2 separate regions of the Gossypium hirsutum genome follow, and region 2 is linked to region 1. The links are chromatin contacts, called in public Hi-C maps. All regions are on one chromosome and are shown on one strand. The core of a region is the stretch at or near the end of the contact, and the rest is flanking DNA. Distances in the headings are between cores, read along the strand shown. Region 1 holds the start of LOC107888805 (ATPase family AAA domain-containing protein FIGL1). Region 2 holds the start of LOC107888752 (mitochondrial import receptor subunit TOM20).

The links. A called contact is a pair of places that touch in the nucleus more often than the background predicts.
Region 2: a contact with region 1 is called in a Hi-C map of leaf, with 1.9 times the contacts expected there. The contact joins the promoter of LOC107888752 here to the promoter of LOC107888805 in region 1. A contact is called at or near these places in 3 of 34 Hi-C or Micro-C datasets (leaf and seedling).

Annotation. Positions count from the first base shown.
Region 1 is chrA09:16,412,840-16,418,841 of Gossypium_hirsutum_v2.1, reverse strand. It overlaps LOC107888805 (ATPase family AAA domain-containing protein FIGL1), which reads right to left and starts at 1,496. Exons shown (of 14, transcript XR_001681492.2): 1 at 829-1,496; 2 at 454-592; 3 at 1-298.
Region 2 is chrA09:16,701,926-16,708,682 of Gossypium_hirsutum_v2.1, reverse strand. LOC107888752 (mitochondrial import receptor subunit TOM20) reads right to left here and starts at 3,309. Exons shown (of 6, transcript XM_016812944.2): 1 at 3,021-3,309; 2 at 2,837-2,915; 3 at 2,574-2,743; 4 at 2,412-2,459; 5 at 1,661-1,759; 6 at 1-60. The coding sequence starts at 3,116.

The sequences.
Region 1 (6,002 bases), core at 247-2,746:
TTTTTCTGGGGCTACCGATTTCTTTATATGCACGCTTTGCCCCAAAGCTATTTCCATGTACTCTTTCTTCCTCTTCAACTTTGGTAAAGTTTGAAACACTATGTCCCCTAGGAAAGCTGTGATAAGAATGGCCCTTTTCCACTATAAAACAGTCTTTGGAACTGTTATTTTTGGAGTCCAAAGAACTTTTGTATGAGCAATTATTTGCTCTTGTAATTTTGTTTCCATACAGAGATGTCAACTTGGCCTGTGTCATAGCTTTAGACGGCTTGTTAATAAACTTATCTTGTTGTCCTCCCTGAAAAAAGTCAGAGCACAGGTTATTTATAAAAATTAAAAAAAAAAGGACTACTTGCAATATATGGGCTTTGTTTCAGAAAGGAACTCCCGGTGCATATGAGTATGACATAATGAAAATTTTTACAGAACAAAATTGCAGGTAAATTGATATACCAATTCATTTAGAACCTTTCCCTTAGATTGCTGAAGCTGTGTACAGAAATACTTTGATTGCTTGATTTTGTCGATATCAATACCTCCTTTCATCCCAAAAACACAACCAGGAGCTTTACCTGCTTGCTCAAATGCTCGGCTGGAAGTACACGATTCTTAGTACACTTTATCAACAACAAAGATCAAGATCTAAATGCGTAACATTAACATTAAACCAAAAAGGTTCCCTATAATCAATCTTCATTGGAAATAAAATAAAGCAGCTAATAGCAAAAAATATCGAAGAAAACAATTATATTAGAATTTCAGCTTTTTCAATTGAACAACAAATAGGTTTAGAAACCTAAAATTTAATTCATGAGTATGCATATATACCGATCAGATTCTTGGACCAGGGCACGGCGAGCCGAGTCGAGCTTAGAGACAACGTCGTCACGAATGGGACGTGTGAAGGTCCGATCGACTTCAGAGTGAGAGACGGAATCGAGGAAGCCAAGAAGCCTAAGCAAGAGGAGCTGAGCCTCCGGGAATTCCCGCTTCTCGAGACACAGCTCGGCGCCGAAGAGCAGTGATTGGAGCCGCTTTAAGTTCTGATCTACTTCTTTTCTCCAACAAATTTTCTCTTTGGATTTCGATTCTTCCATTTTCTTTTCTCTCCCTTCTTTTTCCTGCTTTTTGGTTGCAAAGGAGAAGAAAGAGAAATAAAATGGGGTTGGGTTGTAAAATTTTCCCGCTACTTTCCGGCTTTGCCTCGCTTTAAATTGAAAGGGAAGTTAAGAGATGGCCTCAATTATCAAATAGGCAAATTAAAAGAGCGGCCGCCATGGGCCAAGGTTCCTTAGCCTATTCTTGGGTTATTAGCATGGTGTATAATGAAAAATAGAAATTTATTCATCTTTTTAAGATTTATCATAGAGTTTAATAGAGATTATCAAGATATTTGTTTGTTAGGCAAGACTGTATATCAATCTCCACACGTGGGATCCATATAAAAATTTAAACAATGAGCCTGAGCAAAATTCAAGAATAGTTATCGAGTAAGAAGGTAGATTTAAGTTTTTGTTTATTTTTTAGTTTAGCTAGGTTTTCACCAAAAAAAAAAGTGTGATGAAATATTCTGTATTTTTACCATTTATGTTCAATAAAAAGGGTTAAGGAAGAGGTGTGCTCAATTATCAAATAGGTAAATTTAAAGAGTGTGATGAAAAGTTCCATTTTTTGGCCATTTATGTTAAACAAAGAGTGTAAGGGAGGGGGCGTGCTAAATTATCAAATAGGTAAATTAAAATAGTGTGGTGAAAATTTTGGTTTTTGCCCATTTATGTTTAAAATAAGATTTTAAAGTAAAGTTAATTTGATTTATTTATATTCATGATTAAGTTCATTTAATAAATTAATTAAAACTTGTTTATTATTCTATTATTATTCATTTAAAATTCGTTTTTTATTTGATTATTTTATATCAAAAAAATAAGATATATATCGTAAATCCATTGATAAATGGATATTGGTAAACTCTCAAAACCCCTAAATTCATTCTTTTGTATCTCTTGTAACTCCTAAAGAATTTATAGGGCACTTTAATTATTTTAATTATCTTTATTATATGTTTGTAACCTATAGTGATTGAGGCCCTATAAATAAAAGGCATGTATAAGCTTTTTGGTATCCAAGTGAAAGTTGAATCATCCTTTCATTTTTTTTTCTATTATTCTATCTTGTTCATTCTATAATTCTCTTAGTTTTTTTTTTATCAACGATCAATTTTATCCTCCATGATTTTCAAGATATTTGACGGCAAGACACAAAGTTTTTATAGGAAGTTTCTTATGCTTCATATATGATTAATTTTTTTTAGCTAATTCATGATTAATTATAATTGTTTTGATTAACTTATTTTATTTTTATGTTCTTAAGGTTTATGAAAGATTAGATCCACTCTTAAAGTTTACTATTGATAAATTTTGATTGAATTCAAAATCTACTACTGGAGTTTACTTTGCTTACTTCTTGATAAAATCATTAAAACTTAACATTGAATAATAAAAGTATATCAACTTGATTAGATCTCTATCTTTACACTTTTTCTCAACAATAACATCTTTAAATATTAAATCAATTTGATATATGGTTTAAATATCTAAGATAGCTTTCTTTTTAAGTTTTGATTCCATTGGTTACTTATTGTTTTAAGCATCTTATTTATTCATGAAAATGAATATTGATTAACTTATTTATGTTGTTTTAGTAGTAACTATAATTAAATAATATATTTGATAAAATATATTTAGTATGTAAATTTGTGTTAATAAACCAATAAATTTTCAAGTTTGAAAATTACTAAATTAACTAAACTTGTGTTAATTATTGTTTCATTAAGTTGGGATGAAAGGACAATTACTAAATTAACTAAACTAACTACCTCCTTTGATTGCTTGATTTTGTCAATATCAGTACTTCATTTAAATATTAAACCAATGAATTTTCAAACCAATGAATTACTAAATTTGTGTTAATTATTGTTTAATTAAGTTTATTTAACTAAACTAAGGATAATTACTAAATTAACTAAACTAATTATATATATGTTTGTTTGGTGGGAAGGGAGAGAAATACATCTTCTCCACCCAAACTTAAAGAAGAAGAAGAAGAAGATGATGATGATGAAGAAACACCATTCAAGCTTTCAATCCATAAATTGGTTAGTTCAATTTAATTCTTTTCTTGTATTTTTTATGTTTTTGAGATCATATAAGCTTAATCTAGGTAGCCCATGTATCAATTTGTAAAATTGTTAAAGTTTTGAAAGATGTCATAGTTGAGAATTGGAAGTTTTAGGTGCTAAATTGATAGATTCTAAGTTTAGAGATGGAAAAGAACCAAATTGTAAAGCTAATTGAAAGTTTCGTACATTAGGGGCTAAAGTGCATAAAGTGTAAATTTGGCTGTAGAAATAAGAAATAGGAGGTCCCTAATGAACAATAGTGAAATCAAATTTCAATTTGGAGTTTTAAGTTGAATGTTTGTCCTAATTTTAGGGACTAAATTGAATAAAATGTAAAAATTGTATAAAATCAAAATTGATTGTGAATTTGGTTGGATATTGATTGTATTGTATGTTTATGTTAATCTGTAGCTAACGTTGACCCGGATTCCTCGAGAAGGAAAGGAAAAGCTAAAGTCATCAACAAATAGCTCAGAGTTTCCTATTTGTATTTCTATGATTCGAATCATTCCAATTGTTGTATATTTATATTGTTTTTGCATGGTATGATATTGAGTTGAGTTTAAAATATTTAATTTAATTGAATTGATGTGGTATTGATCAATTATCGAGATAAGACTAAATTGAACAAAATTGAAAATAGTGTAACTTGATAAAAATGTGAAATTGGCTTTAAAATGGGTTAACTCGTGTCATGTTATATATGAATTGATGCAGTGCTTGATAAATTGAAAATGATGAAATGTAAATTGAGCTATATTATGAACTGAATAATTGGTTAATCTATTATCTGTTCAGGCAAAGTCGGATATAGTTGGCATGTCATGGGATATGTTGATTATGGGTTATTTCAACTATATGTCGATGAGCACTCGGTGCATTTTTCTTTTGAATGTTCCGACGAGTGTTGGGCACAATTATTATTATTTTAGTTAAACCGATGAGCGCTAAGCGCAATTTATTTATTTCAGAAGTTTTGATGAGGCACTGAGTGTCAAATTTGTGTGTTGGATAGATTCGTGTATCCGTTCAAGTCCGGATCAAGTTAATATGGGAACAATAATACACATATATGTTACAAATTGGTTGAATGATGATTGGGGTTGATTATATGCTAATAATTTGGATTACAAGCACTTATATACGACGTTATATGTCAAGGTATGTAAAAGATTACTCAAAATGGTTAATGAGTCGGTAAGCCAATTCAGTAAGATTTAAACTACATCATTTGACTTGATAATGAAAGGTTGCATAATTATTTGTTACAAGTTAGATATATATTGTAACACTTTAAACTTGACCCGATTGTTGGTCCGAGCTATAGTGTGCCACATTTGTTACAGGAGCAACTATGATCAATTCAAAATCAAATAATACAATTTATATGATAATTGATCTGCCACAAATTGATGTGTCAAATTAGGCCCATTTGTCACTTAACAAGCTTGTTTTCAAGTGTTTTTATTGTCTGTTTAGTAGTTTTACATAATTTTAGTTTTTACAAGTAGATTTGTGAAATCGCCTCTTTTTCCTCATTTTTCTATCCAAAATGGCCAATTATGCTATTGGGGACCCTAACGATTGATTGAGTGTTGTAGGGAGCCATCTATAAACTCTAAATTATATAATTTTTTTTAGAATTGTTTATATCACCTTTTTACTTAAAATTTATATTAATCCTGAGTATTTGGATATTTATTTGGGTGATTTTTTTTCATATTGAGACAATGGGCATAATTTTAGTAAATTATGCAATTTTATGAATTTATGTATTAATTTTTCATAATTTAACTATCTTCTACTAAATGCTAATATTTGTGCTCGAATTAATGTAGATGAACCATTGAATTAAGGAGTATGGGAGCTAATTAATATCACATGGACACAAGTTAATTTTTACTCCATGTAGACAACAAACTCATTAAATCGGACTCACAAATTTAATTCAACCCAATTTGAAAGATAATTACTGCAAAGATTGAAGTATGCTCTCAATTGGATTGTCAAAACCATCCAACAAGAGGGAGAATGACCCAAATTCAGCAAAGCTATCAAGAGCAGCCCAAATTAGCTTTGGGAAAGTTAATTTGGAGGTCTTTGCACTTGTGAAAGAATCAGAAATCAACTCCCAACTAATACCCAAGAAACCGTCCAACCCCTTGCATGATTCATGCATGAAATCAAGCATGAATCAAGCATGAATCAAGCAACTATCAACATCCCTTTCCACACTTCAAGGCCGGCCAAGAAAAGGAGAGAACCAAGGGATCTTCAAGCTATTTTAGCAAACTCCTATGCCATTCCACTACTATAAATAACAACCATTACTTTTCATTCCATCATCCCTCATCACTTATTCATCTCTCAATTCACATTCCTCTCACCTTTTCTTCCCTCTTTTCCATGCATAAGCCTTCCCATTTTCCCATCTCCTTTAGCTAGCATTTTCCCTTAAGGAAAACCACTCTTGGCCAGCCATCTTGAGGAGCATTTTGCAATCACAAGAAACGGAGGAAGCCACCACGATCGGTCTTCAGAGAACTACCAAAATCATGAAAAGTTTCTTCTTCCTTAATCTTATTTTTATTCAAAATGTTTGCAAAATGTTTTGATGTTTTTCCATTGACAAAGATGACTTAACTTTGTTTCAGCTAGAATGATCACATTAATTTGATAAAGTTCATTTGATTCATGCTTATGATGCTTTGTGCCTTAGTTGTTCATGCTTCCAATTAAAATCATTATGTATTTCATGCATTAAAATATGTTTGAAAGCATTAGAATTAGTTAGTCAATCCTAATTAGATGATAACTAATGGAC
Region 2 (6,757 bases), core at 2,060-4,559, 290 kb before region 1:
GATTACCCATCCGAAAATGTCGTATTTGAGATCACTACTTTTCTTATTTTTTGTAGCAGTCTGCAAGAAGGTAAACAGAGAATTCATACAAAGGAATAATATATATATATAAAAAAAAAAAAGATCATGGCCTTCAAGTAACACTGCATACAAATTTGCACTTCAAATGAAAGAGAATCGTAACATGGTTGAAACAGTGACTGAACGTATGCTCATTCTTAGCTAATAATCCCCTTATTCATCATAAGAAAAGCATTTGATGGGAATTTGAGAAAATCCAGCAGCTCAATCAGCAGTCTGCAAAAGTAAGCTACATGAAATCCGTTATCTCCATCTCACTAGATCAATGTTTACATTGTTAGGTTACTTCCTGCCAAACTACTTACATTTATGTGATATTTTGCAAGCTTTTACCCCTCTTCATTACCAAAACCACTCGTGCACAAAAGCATTCTAGGTCTACATTATGCAGGATTCAATCATCTAAAAACAATCTCCTGATTTGTCCTCCGCTGCTGCAGCTTTCCTCATTTCAGCCATGCTCATTTTAGGGTAGAGATGTGTCGTTTCTAACTCAATACATGGTAACATAAAGCATGATTAGACCTTTTGCCATTGTAATAATATCTCGTGCCTTGGTATCAAACATTTCCTCCATAGCACGTTTGTATCTACCTACTCTAATCCTGTGATTAATTGATTACCACTTTGCTCAAGTTTTCCTTCACCAATAAAAGCTCAAAAGCCCAAATGTCAATAATGGCTCTTGTAAACTTAAATGCACTGGTAATTAAAGAAAAATAAAAAGTATAGCATAAGCTTGTGGTTATTGATCCCACCTGTTTGGGCTGAACCTATTTTAGAGTCGAACATTAGTTCAATTTCGATTCTCTAACTAAGGCTTAGGTTGTGAATTTATTTCTTTCCTTAGTTTTCATGATTATACTTTTATTTCAGTTGAATTTAGCTTCCTTCTAAGAATAGGTTTCCTCTTTATGTGATAAAATTGGTCCTAATTTGAAGGGACCTATGAAATAATAAAATGCTAAGCAGAATTTCTATCAAAAACCTTAAAGAGATTCAGGTCTCTTTTTAATGAGACCTAAGCTTTCAATCTCTCTTCAATCGGCAGAAAGGTTTCAGTCTCCCTTTAACGAGCTGAATTATCAATCACCATAAGTCATTCCAAGAATCATGATAAAGGGAAACCAATCGATTTTGACTTTCTCGTCAATCACCCAATGACTTAAAACTACTAACCTATACATCTCATCTCTCGCTGCAAGAATTCCATTATAAAAGACAAAAGCCATGAGCTGGATCCTGCTCCTAAGGAGCTTCGGCATGCACTTCCACATGTTGCATGGAAGCATAACTGCATGTCCCCTAAATTAACCTTAATAAATCAGCAATCGATCTAATATTAAATGTTGTTTCACTGAACCTATAAACAAATTTAAAAGTCAATCAAGGAAAAACATAGACAAAAAGATAACTATGTGACCTTTGCCCTTTACAAAGCCTCATGCAAGCCTCAATGATAAATTAAGCAGCACTTGACAACGTAAACCACAGAGACATGATAGGGTCAAAAGCAGGGGAAAAAAAAAGTGAAAATAAGAAGAAATGGAATGCAAAAGGAAGAAACTCTAAGGACTACCTTTGCTGAGCTGGAGGTAGAAGTAGAAGTAGAGGGTCCAGCACCAAGCATCTGTTGACCTAAACCTTGCTTAATGATTTCCTGGTGTAACTCTGGAGCCTGAGGTAACAGTAAGAATTAAGAAATCAAAGGTAAGGAGGATTGCAGAGAACAAATGGCGCATGGAACATTTTGAACTTAATACCTCCCTCTAGTTTGGCTTTAAGAAACCTCTTAACTGATTGGCTTCAAACAAGGCAGAAAATGTGTTCTGTACAATTAATTTGTCCTAAGGTAGTCATGTTTATATGCCCTTAGAATGCGTCTATTACCACAAATCTCAAGTTTTATTTATTCTGAAATTTATCAGTGTAAGATATATAGGCAAACAAAATCTAGACTACCATGACTAGATATATTTCTATATAATACCGAGCTATATCCATATGCATCTGAATTTCACAGCATTCGGCCAAAAAAAAAAAAAAAGAATGGTTGCAATCATTTCAAGAGACGTTAATGTGCAAGTTAACCAGTAGGATCAATACAAAGGGTGGAGCAATCTTCTGCAAGGTTTGCAAACTATTCCGCATTTAACATCTAAGGACAACACAAGGAATTTATCTAACAGTCATGAAATAGAATCAATATGCTCCATCTCACACTTCCAAAAGTAAATACATGTTGTACTCGGCCATTGAAAGTTAAAAATCAGATGAAATATAAGCATTATTTAAAGAATAAATCGTACCAAGTATGGAGAGAGACCTACCTTAGCAGATATTTCCAAAGATTTCAGGTAAATTTCATTGCTGGGATCCTACAAATACAAAGCTACCAAGTTAAAAAAAAAAGAGCATTCAAGCAATGAATCTATAGATCCATCCATAAATGCAGTAATTGATACTTTAGCCAAACAAAACTACAGAAAAACCTCATCAACTGCTTGCTGGAAATATTGAGCTGCCTTTTCGAAGTAAGGCCTGGCCTCATCTTCCTTGTTAGTCAAAAATGCAAAAGAAGTCTGAGCATTTCCCAAACACCATAAAGCATCATGCTTTTTAGGGTTAATCGACAAAGCCTCCTCTAGCTTCGAAATAGCATCTGTTCACAATAAATTTTTAGTAACCAAGAAAATTAATATTTGAATTACCAATGAATGAAATTAAATTTTATGTGTATATATATTATGAGAACCTTGAATCATTTTCTGTGAATCTGGAACGCTTTGAAACTGAGACAACTCAAGTAAAGCTCCAGCCCATCTTGTTAAGTTCTGCAAACAATAAATATAAATTAAAAATTAGCCAAATATCAATTTTAATTGGAAAAAAAGAGGAAGAAGAAGAAGAGAAAAGATCGACAGAAGGAGGAAGCGAACGTCGGCATCGAGAGGATTGGAAGCGTAAGTAGCTTCGGAAATTTTACGAGCTTGCTCGAAAAAGAGCAGCCTATCGAGCTCACTCGACGATTCCATGGCTGCTCGTTCTAACTTCTTCTTCTTCTTCTTTTATCGGGTTCGATATTTCTTATATAATAAGCTTAGAGAAAACAGTGATTATGGCTTCTTCTCAGTTCCGACCACAATGGCGGCCAATTGGAAACTGCTGCTAATGTTCAGTTTCCGTTAAAGAAAAATGGAAAACAAATAAATAAATAAACTGGGTTTTTCGGGTATTTTCACATTTAAGGGTTATAGTCCTCTTTTCTAAAATGGGCTTAGGATGCAAATATAGGATAATATTGGGCTTGGGCTTGCTTTCTTGGAAGGACAATCTCTGAATAAATTCATTTTGGCAGTCAAGCTTCAACTAATATTCGAATTATTGTTTTGACCAAATAAAATATTCGAATTAATGACTTAATATAAATATATTAAATATATATTAATATTAGTTTTCTTATCCAACGGTACGTTGTTGATTGTACGTATCAATTAAAAAATATTAAATTATTTTATAATTTTATAATTTATTTTATATATTTTGTAATTCAATATTTTATTTTATAAAAATAATGTCTTAAATTATTATATACATATATATATGATATATACAATTTCTAATATTATATCCATCATTTTATTACTTATTCATATTTCATATAACGAAGGTATAGTCTTTTTTTTTCTTTCCATCAAATAAAAAAAACTCAATTCTATAAAACAATCTTTATTATAATAAAATCTAATTAACATAAAAATCCTTATAAATAAGAATCTAATTAGCATACATTATAACATAATAAACTTTAATTTTTTGTAGTTAGTTTTACAATTTAAATTTTTTAAAAATATATTTAATATAAGTATTTATGAATTTTTATATTAATAAAAATTCATATAATGAATTAGAATAAAAAATTTAATTTAGCATAGTGAAATTAACTATTTATTAGTCAAAAAAGTTTTTATTTAAAAAATATTTTATGAAACAAATTAAAAATTAAAATTAGTCCCAAATATATTAAAAAAATTAATTTTACGGTGTTTAGCACAATCATACATAATTTATAAATTTAAATTCATTAAAAATAAAACTTTCGTTTTAAATTTGTACAACAAACATGCATGTATGTTGGTATTAACACTTAAAATTTTTGAAACATTTTTAATTCTAATCAAGTAAAAATTAAACATTTTTAATTTCTTAACAATATATTAAAATTTTAAAAAAATAAACTATTAAATATATTTAACAATATTTGTATTTTTTAATTTATTATTTAAGCTATTTTAGTTAATTGGTTAATTTTTATTTTATTTTTAAATATATTAATATTTAAATTATATATTTAAAAATATATATTAATATATGTATAGTTATTTATTATATTGATGGTAGAAAGTTTTAACTCCATAAGTAATGTTAGGATTTTGTCATGTATCCTTAAGATGATTAAAAAAATAAATAAGATATGTGGAAAAATCTCAACCCTGCTAATGGAATAAAAACTTTCAATCGCCATATATACTTTTATAAATTATAGAGATGTAAATACCCATTGGGTCTTGTACATTTCGAACATGAAAAAATTGGTCTTTTAAAAAAAAGTAAGTAAATTAACCCCTGGACGTTTTGATTGTGAGCAAATAAAGACAACAATAATAGTGTTGATGATTTCTGTCAAATTTGTCTAACATGAATATAAGAAAAAAAATAAAACTTAAACAAGAAATCCATTAAACAAGAAATCCATGTGTCATACTCTTTATGTTACAACGATTACGACAATGCTTCTCTCTCCAACTGAATATATAAATACCTATCATCTTGTTCATATTTTCTATTCTATTTTCGCTTGTAATTCTTTTCTAATTCATACTCGAAATTTACCAAGTTTTAGAGATAATGATTTTTTTTTCTTTTTTGTATTCATTAGAAACATAAAACAAAGAGTTCATTAGAAAGAACACATTGAAAGAGAGATTTCCACTCAGTACAAACAGATATAGGTCCAATTCAAAGGGCATCCTCCTAGTTGGATACATTTAGTATTCAGAAACATGAGTTATTAGTTTGTTGTTTACTTGGTCTTTTATCTCTATTTTGGATTAGTATAGTTATTACTCTTATTTTTTAATAGCTTCCCTAATTTCTAACAGCTCTTTAAAATTCTGATGTATCACTTTGTATTTAAGCATCACATTTAATTGAATAAGATTGGCTCATTTTTCCATTCCACTACAAGTTTCTATATGGTACCAGAGCCTTTTAAACTCCAACGAGTAAAGAAACGACTCTTTTGTTAACCCGCAACAATGACTCTTTTTTTCAAACAGGTGATTTCTTCTCTTAGTTCTTGATTTTCAATTAAGTATTTAGCTTTCTTCACTTCTTTTTTTATGTTGAGGTATCTCGTATAGGAACCTCATTAGTTCTCTCACAACGGAAATATATTGAAGTCATTCTCTAGTATACTAAATTGCATGAAAGTAAGGGTGTCTCCACCCCTATGAGTTCTGCACTTCCACAATTCTCCAAAGATATCTCATTACCGACAGATGCCACTCAATATAGGTGAGTTCTTGGAAAACTTCAGTATTTATCATTCATATGGCCTAGCATATCTTACTATGTTAATAAACTATCCTAATTCATTCATACACCAACTGAACAACACTGGAAGGTTGTAAAATGGGTCCTCCAATACCTACAAGAGACTCTCATTATGGTTTACAGCTTTCTCACATGACAAATAATAACCTTCATATTATAGTGCTTGTAACACCCCTATACCTAAACCGATCGTCAAGTCCGAGCTAAATGGTGTCACATTCATTGTAATAGCCCAATTTCAGTGAAGTCAGAATCGTGATTTTGTAACCACAAATCCAAGCTGGAAACATAAAATATTTTAATATTATGAAATGATTACTAATGTGATAGAAAGGTTGCATGAGAATTTTGATAGGAAAATTTTATCAATTATGTGCTTAATTGTATAAAGGACTCAATTGCATAAAATGCCAAATTTGAATTCTAATAGCTATATGGGTTAAATAGCTATGGAATTCAAAACTTCAGGTCCTTATTTGGTAATTATACCATTGAATAAAAATATGTAGATATTTTTGGTGAGTAATCCATGGAAAAATTAGAAAAGGTTAAGGATTAAATTGGAAAACAAAATAATTAAAAGATGATAATTAATTAAATAGAATTATCATCTTATTTTCATATCATCTTCATCCCCAAATTTTATGGAAGCCCTAGGAGACAGAAAAGGAACTTTTCAAGCTTAATTGGGTAAGTTTTCAAGTCTCATTTTTAGTAATTTTTGTATTTTTGAGATCAGGGAAGCTTAATTTACCTATTTGGGGAATTAATTTGAATAGATATCAAAGTATTGAAAATTTTTGATGGATGAATATGCTGAAATTTAAAAGTTTATGGTAGAAAATAAAAGGTTGTTGATAGATAAACAACTTTTACAAAGTGAATTTACATGAAAACATGATTTAGGGACTAAATTGAAAAATGATGAAAACCCATGATAAAATTCTGATTTTTACGAAATTCATGGGCTACTATTATGGTATAAGAAATCGGTAGCCTGGAAATAAGGATTAAATTGTATGAATTTCATTTCCGTTCCTAGGAACGAAATTGGAATTTA